Linked DNA regions of Sus scrofa: region 1 is linked to region 2. The links are chromatin contacts, called in public promoter capture Hi-C maps. All regions are on one chromosome and are shown on one strand. Each heading gives the region's core, a stretch centred on a gene start, on an enhancer-like site or on the middle of the called end of the contact. The rest is flanking DNA. Distances are from core to core; before and after follow the strand shown.

Region 1 (4,875 bases), core at 545-3,044, 200 kb before region 2:
CAGCCCTACACCATAGCCACAGCAACATCAGACCTGAGCCACATCTTCAGACCTACACCACAGCTCATGGCAACATCAGGTCTTTACCCACCGAGTGAGGCCAGAGATTGAACCTGCATCCTCATGGATGCTAGTCAGATTTGTTTCCGCTGAGCCACCATGGGAACTCCTCAAATTGTTTTTTATTGAAGAGTTTATTTACTCTATTTCATATTTCTGCTTATATTTCCAATTAAAGGAATTTATTTGGCCTATATAAAAACATACATGTAATACTTTTTTTTTTTTTTTTTTTTTTTTTTTTTGACTGTCCCTCGGTATATGGAGCTCCTGACCCAGGGATCAGTTTCAAGCTATAGTTGCAACCCACTCCACAGCTACAGCAGCGCCTGATCCTTTAATCCACTGTGCTGGGCCGGGGATCGAATCTACATTCTGGCACTGCAGCTACACCACCGATCCCATTGCACCACAGTGAAACTCCAGTACAATTCAAATTAAAATAAATTTTTTAAGGCTTTAATGTCTATCAAAACATACTTGTGTCTGTTCACTATGGCAGCACATATACTAAACTTGGGATCATATAGAGAAGATTAGCATGGTTCCTGCGCAAGGATGACTGGCAAATTTGGCGAAGCGTTCCACATTTAAAAAAAAAAAAAATTTTGCGTGTTTAAAGTATCTCAAGGTCATTGTTCCTGATCGTGTAGACAGCCCGCCCTCTAGTGTTTCTTTCTAAACCCTACCACATTTTAAACCATACTCTTAATCTCAAAATGTTAGGTTAATAGGATTAAGAACTGTGTCATCAAATTAATAGAACAAGGGTAAATCCCTGACACAGATGAAAATTAAATCAGAGAAAGGTGAGGGTCCTTCCAGAAGCTGGTGGAAAATTCACTGGGGGAGAGCCTGCAAAGTTAGTGGTAAATATATTAAAATTTCATCTGGTAAATAGAGTCTTAATAGAAAGAGAAGAATTAGTCCAAATGGTAAATGTAGATGTAAAATGTGATAGCTTTGTAACTACTGGTATTTTTAAAAGACATTCCAAGTGTTGGTTAAATAATGGAGCATTTTTTTCCCCAAAATAATGAATATACATAAAGCAGATAAACATCCTCTTTGGGAAGAGACAAGATAATCTAACTTATTTTACAGATACAACTTTATTAAAGCATGCATTGTTATTTGGAATGTTTACAGCTAATGTATATAAAATTAGATTTAAAAGAAAATTGATTACCTGAGAAGAAAGAAAATTTAACTCTGCCTGTTTCGGGTATCTTGATGAGTTTTATAAGATGTATCAGAAAAATCTGAGGCTGTTTCTGCTTTCATTAAAAAATAAGTAGTAAACCATCTAGGTAAAAACTTAATTAAGGACTCAGAATTTTGGAGAAAAAGCAATCTGCCAACATATTTTAATTAATTAATTCTGTGTTTGGAGATGTTTGCTATTGATAAGGAAAGAAAGTGAAATTTGGCTTCTATGGGGCTGTGATCCACACTATTGGTTGCCTTAAATTTCAAAAGCTTCAGATGATGGTCTTATTTAACTGTTAGGAAAAATGTAAACAAAATAGTGCTTGTGTTGTCTTTTTTTTTAATGTATTTAGATTTCAAGTCTCCTTTTGTCTCAGCCATATTAGCATACATTGTCTCAAGTCATAAAGAAAAATTGACAGAAAAACACTTTGGATCACCATGTGTTTTCAATTGCTGCCACAAGAAACTAACTTAAGCCATTTGATGCAGGTTTATTTTTCCTTTGCAGTAACTGTGGAACCATGAAGCTGCCACTCCTGGTGTTTATTGTGTATCTGCTGTGGTTGAAAGATTGTCACTGTGCACCTATTTGGGAGGACAAAACTGCCATCCGTGGAAACCTGAAGGGTAAGTTTTGGTTTCTTTATCTGCACTGTGTCCTGTGTGCCTGTTTGCACGTCCTACTGGCATTTACGGTGATTTACAGTTGAGAGATAACTGTGTTTAGGACTCCCTCTAGTTTCACGGTGAGCCATTCTCCAGGCACTTAAGCCAAGTAGACACGACGCCCAACATCTGGATAAAAATAGAACATTCCAATGGCTATCGCATAGCCAGATGTTTGCTATCACGGAGATAAAACTTGCCAACGTTTCGGCAGCATTGCTTGGTCTCATCCAGATGTTTGGTGTCTTCTGAGCACAGTTTTTAATGAACAGTGAAATTCTTTTCAAGCATTTGAAAAATTTAAACAATTAAAGTAATCCATGCCATTAGTCTTGAGACAGTGAAAGAATAGGTTGTAACGACATTGAATCCGGTTGGTCTGTGCTCATTAATGTGTGGCCTTTGCTTGATGGATGCTTTGGGTACCTAACACTTAGAAATAGTGAGTTTAAGTGTTCCTCTTGGGGATCTATATAATTAAATTTGGAGGCAAGATTAAGCTTCTTTGGTGGCCACATTGGCTATTGTGAAGAGACAATGGCAATGAATTTCATACGCACTAAATGCTTATTAAAAGGGTGTAAGAGATGTCCAGTAGGTTATTAAAGAATCTTGTATTATATGAGATACTTTTAGATTTGATGCCTCCAGGGAAGGTAACTGAAGCTGAAAGAAAGGGAAAGTGTTCAATGTGTTTGAGGCTCCCAGTTGGGCATTTAATATAAATTGTCTGTGAAGAAAATTCAACATTTTCTCTAATCTAAACACACTTGGGTTTTAAAGGAAAGGAAAAAAAACTCGATAAATGAAAACAGGCTCTGAGGAAAATGATAAGAATGGGGTTAAATTGACTCTGACTTGGCTAGAAGCTCTTAAGTGAGGAACAGAAGGTATTATTGGGTGGTAGTCGAGTCCGTGTAGCAGCTGAGATCTGAATTATGGTGATCTGCTTTCAGAGTTTGATGCTATTAAAAAAAAAAATTAAGGAGTTCACGTCGTGGCTCAGCGGTTAGTGAACCCAACTAGCATCCATGAGGATGCGGGTTCGATCCCTGGCCTCACTCAGTGGGTTAAGGATCTGGCGTTGCTGTGAGCTGTGGTGTAGGTTGCAGATGAAGCTCTGATTGAGTATTGCTGTGGCTATGGTGTAGGCTGGCAGCTACAGCTCTGATTGGACCCCTAGCCTGGGAACCTCTATATGTCCATGGTGTGACACTAAAAAGACAAAAAAAAAAAAAAAAAAAATTAAGCCTCTGTTGGGAGGATTGTGAAAAATTAGTGAATTCCTTGTTTTCTGATGCAATGTAATCTGATCGGATCTCAAAGGAAAAAAAACCTACAACATAACCTTTTAGGTTTTTCTGAGGCTGGGGAGATAGATATAGATGAAGAGGTGAAGAAGGCTTTGATTGGCATGAAGCAGATGAAAATCCTGATGGAAAGAAGAGAGGAGGAACACAGCAGCCTAATGAGAACCCTGAAGAAATGCAGAGAGGAAAAGCAGGTACGATCCCTGAAATCATACCTGTTCTTCAACATGCACAGACCAGGAATAGTGCGTGTCTGAGTGCAGTGGAGGAATTACGTATTTACCATGATCATAGATTTTCTGGAAAGCAGCGCTTAATGGAGGAAGAATTTGTAGGATATTTCAAATTTCTTCAAAGAACATATTCCTCGTGGAATAGGCCTTCGAAAAACTCCCAACTTGAGAATTTGGGGACTTCGGTTGTTTGAGAAGTGCTGCTTTCTTTTTATTTGTTTTTGTTTTTAAGGGCTGCAGGTGCAGCATATGGAAGTTACCAGCCTAGGGGTTGAATCAGAGCTGCAGCTGCCAGCCTACATACGCCACAGCCACAGCAATGTGGAATCCGAGCTATATCTGCGAACTACACCACAGCTCAAGTCAACGCTGGATCCTTAACTCACTGAGTGAGGCCAAGGATCAAACCCAAATCCTCCTGGATACTAGTGGGGTTTGTTACTGTTGAGCCACAACAGGAACTCCCTGAGAAGTTCTGCTTTCTTAAAAATCCTTTATCCTTGGACCATGAGGTTGCAGGTTCGATCTCTGGCCTCGCTCAGTGGGTTAAGGATCTGGCATTGCCGTGAGCTGTGGTGTAGTTCGCAGGTGAGGCTTGGATCCTGAGTTTCTGTGGCTATGGCATGGGCTGGCAGCTGTAGTTACGACTGGACCCCTAGACTGGGAACCTCCATGCCACAGGCGCAGCCCCAAAAAGCAAAAGGAAAAAAAAAAATCCTTTATCCTTGGTCCTTTCCAAGTTGGAAATATTGAGTCAAAAGTGTCTGTGGAGTTTTCAGCTAGATCAGTGGCCTCCAAAGTTTTTTGTTCTCCCATCCCTAATACCATAATTACTGTTAGTATTCACTCCTGAAGATATGTATGTTATTTATAAATTAGACACGTGGATTGCTACCATGATTAATTAATACAAAATACACTTAGGGTGAGGTTCACCATTAGCTTGGATGGATGTAAGTCCACATTTCAAATAATCTTTTAGGTATTTTGAAAAAATTTTAGCTGATAGCAAGATCTGATTACATCGTCGTATTTTTACTGATACAAGGCCAATAAAGAGCTCATAAGGAAAAAGCGGCAGCCTTACCATTTTTTTCTTGTTTACCTGAGCTTAAGTTATTCGTGGTTTTTGTTTGTTTGGTTTTTGGTTTTTTGTTTTTTTTTTATTTTTAGGGCCATACCTGTGGCATATGGAAGTTCCCAGGCTAGGGGTCAAATGGGAGCTGCAGCTGCTGGCCTATACCACATCCACAGCAACTTGGATTTCAAGCCAAGTTTTCAACCTACGCCACAGCTCAGTGCAACACCAGCGCCTTAATCCACTGAGCGAGGCCAGGGATCAAACCTAGGTCCTCATGGATATTGGTCAGGTTTGTTACTGCTGATCCACAATG
Region 2 (4,522 bases), core at 82-2,581:
CTTTAAATGCACACTTACATGTACATATATAGTAATATTTTCCTCCTCATGTAATTTAACTATAAACATTTAACAGGATGGTTTAAACACACTAGAATTATCAAGATAACTTTGGTACTGCAATCCTGCAGCTGCAATACACGAATATACTACAATCACATATAGGTATATGTGAAATCATCTATGTGAACACACATACCAGTGGAAACTATGTATGTTCCCATGATAATGGCATGAACATAAAGTTTTATTCGAATGGAGACTCAACTTTTCATTTCTTTAATAATTTATGAATTGTCATTCCATGCCTGTTTTAATTAAGCAGAAAATAATTCAACCACCACACAGCAAAAATTAAAGCGGTCTCTACATCGGACTTGATTTTCGAAGAGCTTCTTAAAACAACGCTGCCCCATGTCCAATGAAGCAAAAGCGGAAAGCAATTACCAAAAAGAAAAACATATTAAAAACAAAATTTTCTTTAACACATGCGGACAGAGAACCGAACCAAATGGGAGGCAGAACTGCAAAACAATGTAAAAGTGCCCGCAGAACGGCATATTTCCCAACCCCCAACCCAAAACAAAGGAAAACTTTAACATGTTGCGGTTTTCAATCAAACCAAGTGCAGCGAGAGGCTCACCCACTCGCTCCCCCCAACCACGCCCGCTCTCCCGGCACAGTTGCCACCCGGCGTCCGCCAACGCGCAGACCCCCGACCCCTGGGTCGGAAAGAGGCCACAGCCCTCACCCCTAACTTCGGCCAAAATAAACCTCGCTGCCCCCTTGGCCGACGGCCCGCACGACCTTATAGACGCTTGTGCGGATGTCCCAGCGCAGCGAGGACCTTAGGGCGGACTAGGGCGGGATGGAGAAGGGCTGGACGGGGCGGAGACCCAGGCTGGGGGCAAGCAGGTAGCGCCGGGAAGGAGACACACCCGCCGGGCTAGCGGGGCCGGGGGAGGGGAGAAGTTTCTCCCCAACTTCCCGACTCGGAGCGGGCGGGGGCGGGGAGCAGCGGCGCCTCCGGGCGCCGGGGCCTACTGCTGTGGGCCGGGGTCGGCCACCTCCCCCCGCGGGGCCCCGAAAGGTCCTTACCTGCCCTCCAGCTGCGCTCGCATGAGTCGCCGCGACGGCGGGGAGGGCTGGCGGGGAGGGGGCGGCGGGCGGAGGCGAGGCCCGCGGGGCCCTCTCCCTCCTCCACCTCCTCGTCCCAGGCGCCCGGCGGCAGGAACGATTGCACAGCCAGCGGAGGACTCGCTACTTCAGGAGGAGGGAATTCCCGGGCTCTCCCACCCCTCGGCCTCACGCTCCGCCTCCTCCCCGTGCGGGGCCCGCCCTCACTCCAGGCTCCGCCCCCTGCGCGGGGGCGGGGGCGAGGACTACCTGCGCTGCCGACCGGTCACCGGAACTCGCGCGGCGCGGAGCTCCAGCGACCCCGCCTTCCGGCCTCCGCACGCGCCCCTCCTGGGCTGTTGGCCGCCCTCCGGCGGTCGGGGTCAGCGGCGAGTCCGAGTTACTTCTCCCGACCCAACATGGCGGCGGGGTCCGGGGCGGATTCCCGAGGCGGCGCAGGCTAAGGGGGCGTGAGGAGGAGGCGCTTCTCCACGAGGAGCGCAGTACCACAGCGCCCCCTCCCCACCCGCGGACCTTGTGGCCGCCCGCTCGGCTGCGGCGGGAGATGGAGCGGGAGTTCGCTTCCACCCCGTCGTAGTTTCCCCTTATCTTCGCCAGGCTCTCTGTAGTTGCCGGGGGCTTTGTCTTTGCGGGGTAGGCACGGGGGAGGGGGGAAATGGTGAGTTGGGTGCTTGCCCCTCAGCGCTATGCTTCCGCACCCTTTGTCGTTGGTAGTAAAATCTCAGCCAGCCGCGTGAGCCAGAGGGGCGTTACTAACACCCTCATCACGGTCCTGACTGCCGTCCAAAAAACGTTCGCGTCTGGCCTCCTTCCGATCCAGGGATCCTGTCCCAGCCCCAGGAGCTTCCTGTTGACTATTGGTCGAACCAGCCTTGCGGAGAGAGGGAACCCAAGCCGAGTTCTGTTGGCGACTCTCCCAGTAATGGTGGCTTTGGCTTGTTTTAGGAGACCGTATTCTTAGGCGATCGTGGCAAGATCCCAACGAAGGAACTGGACAGGTATTGTCCTGTTCGACAGTTGTGGAAACTGAGACTGCCACCCCGACGAACGCGGAGCAGCCCCAACTGGAATCCTGCTCACCTGCATCCAAGCACCTTTTCCTACTGGCCTTGTAGTGAGTCGCCGATGGAGAAGAAAAGGAGAGGGTCCCGAAGAAGCTGAGATTAAAAGTGAGGGTCAGGGAGTTCCCGTTGTGGTGCAGTGGTTAACGAATCCGACTAGGAACCATGAGGTTGCGGGTTCGGTCCCTGCCCTTGCTCAGTGGCTTAACGATCCGGCGTTGCCGTGAGCTGTGGTGTAGGTTGCAGATGCGGCTCGGATCCCGCATTGCTGTGGCTCTGGCGTAGGCCGGTGGCTGCAGCTCTGATCAGACCCCTAGCCTGGGAACCTCCATATGCCGCGGGAGCGGCCCAAAGAAATAGCAAAAAGCCAAAAAAAAAAAAAAAACAAAAAAAACTGAGGGTCACTCAGTGTCTGAAAGGGCTGAATCCTCTGCTAAAATCACTTCTGCCCTCTCAGACTCAGATTAACTTCCTCTTCGTATTTCCTCTTTGGTGGGATTATCACAACAATGTTGGGGCTGTTGGTTTCCTTTGTGGTTTTTAGCGAAATTCAGAAACATCTTCGACAAATATGAAGTAGTACCATCACGTGTCAGTATTCTGATATTCTAGGAACTTAGTAAATGCATATAAGGGTTTGAAAAAAAAATTTCAGCTCATTAAATGTACCAAAGATAAGCATAGGCATTCACATTAAAAGGTACATGTAACATGGTGCTTTATTATTTGATTTAGCTTCTGAAACATCATTTGCCCTTAATTTTCTTGGGCAATAAAATTTTCATGTAAAAAAAAATGCATACAGATTTGTTTTTGGCCATGCTGGTGGTATTTGGAAGTTCACCCGTGGGGGAATCAAATCCAAGCCACAACAGTGACCCAAGCCACAGCAGTAACAGCATTGGATACTTAACACAGAAGCCACAGGGAATTCTGAGATATATTTTTTCAATTGTATGGCCAGCATATGGAATTTCCCAGGCCAGGGACTGTATCAGCCACAGCTGCAACCTACACCACAGCTGCAGCAATGCCAGATCATTTAACCACTGCACCCCAAATGGATCACACCTGGACCTCTGTGGTGACGGAAGTCAAACTACTGCAGTCAAGATTCTTCTTCTTCTTCTTCTTCTTTTTTTTTTTTTTGCAGTCAGATTCTTAACCCACTGTCCCATGGTGGGGATTCCTGAGATATTTTTCTTGTCCTAAACTCACAGCCTCAAAAAAAATCAATGCTATAATACTTGTTTACCTCAGTTTAAGGGGTGAAGTGACTTTAAAGATATTCGGTACAAAGGTTTAAGGGGAAGAGGAGGTGTGTGTCAAAATCTATAAAGTATTATATTTATCACTGAATTTTCTTCTCTTAACCTTCATTTTGATTATTTTTGTTACCTCATAAAAGGTACCCTGTTTTCCCTTTTGGAATATTCATCTAGGTACAAATGTTAAGCTTCAGTCTTAAACTCAGTAGTTCACTGACTCCCACGGATATTAAAAACAAACGAGACAGGAGTTCCCCGTCCTGACTCGGTGGTTAACTCGACTAGAATCCTTGAGGGCGCAGGTTCAGTCCCTGGCCTCGCTCACTGGGTTAAAGATCTGGCGTTTCTCTGAGTTGTGGTGTAGGTAACAGATGCAGCTCGGATCCCACGTTGCTGTGCCTCTGATGTAGGCTGGGAGCTACAACTCCGATTAGACGCCTAGCCTGGGAACCTCCACATGCCATGGGTATGGCCCTAAAAAGCAAAAAATAAAAACAAAAGAGACAAAAAATCTCCAAAGTCTCACTGAGTTTGGTATAATAAAAATTGCTTTCAAGTGACAATCTCTTTATTTGTGAAAAGGACAAATGATGAAGCCCCCTCACCCCCCACACCCAGTGTCCCTCCCCCACGGCATAGATATCTGGTATATATGTGTTGAGTGATGAGGAACCTAAATCATGGAATCTCTGGGCCAGTCTGCTACATGAGAAAGCTAGGGGACAGCTTGAAATAAATTAATGAAATATAAGTCCCTACAAAAGTGAAATTCATCATTTAAGTTTATTAATGCCTACAATTATTTGGCTGATGGAAAGTTTAAAGGATTTGGAGTTTAGCTAGGTCCACTCCCTCTCACCCTGGAACTTACGATTTTGCCAGGAAGTGTTTGTTTGGAAGAAACCTCTCTGCTGTCAATCATCTGCTGCAGCTTCCGTCACCGAGGCTGTGATGATGATTTCTCTTCCTGGTAACTAGAGGAGCCGCCTTGGTCTCTGCTCTTTAATAACAATCTCTGCTGCCAACCCCTCCCCGCAAATACCTTCCACCAGACTT

The links. Promoter capture Hi-C pulls out the DNA fragments that hold promoters and counts their contacts.
Region 1: a promoter capture Hi-C map of fetal liver shows a contact between it and region 2, with 2.7 times the contacts expected there. The contact joins the promoter of CLUL1 here to the promoter of YES1 in region 2. A contact is called at or near these places in 3 of 5 promoter capture datasets (fetal liver, fetal skeletal muscle and liver) and 2 of 47 Hi-C or Micro-C datasets (embryonic fibroblasts and liver).

What each region holds. Positions count from the first base shown.
Region 1 is chr6:105,704,242-105,709,116 of Sscrofa11.1, reverse strand. It overlaps CLUL1 (clusterin-like protein 1), which reads left to right and starts at 1,794. Exons shown (of 8, transcript XM_021097608.1): 1 at 1,794-1,899; 2 at 3,294-3,442. The coding sequence starts at 1,794.
Region 2 is chr6:105,502,893-105,507,414 of Sscrofa11.1, reverse strand. YES1 (tyrosine-protein kinase Yes) reads right to left here and starts at 1,331. Exons shown (of 12, transcript XM_021096152.1): 1 at 1,099-1,331.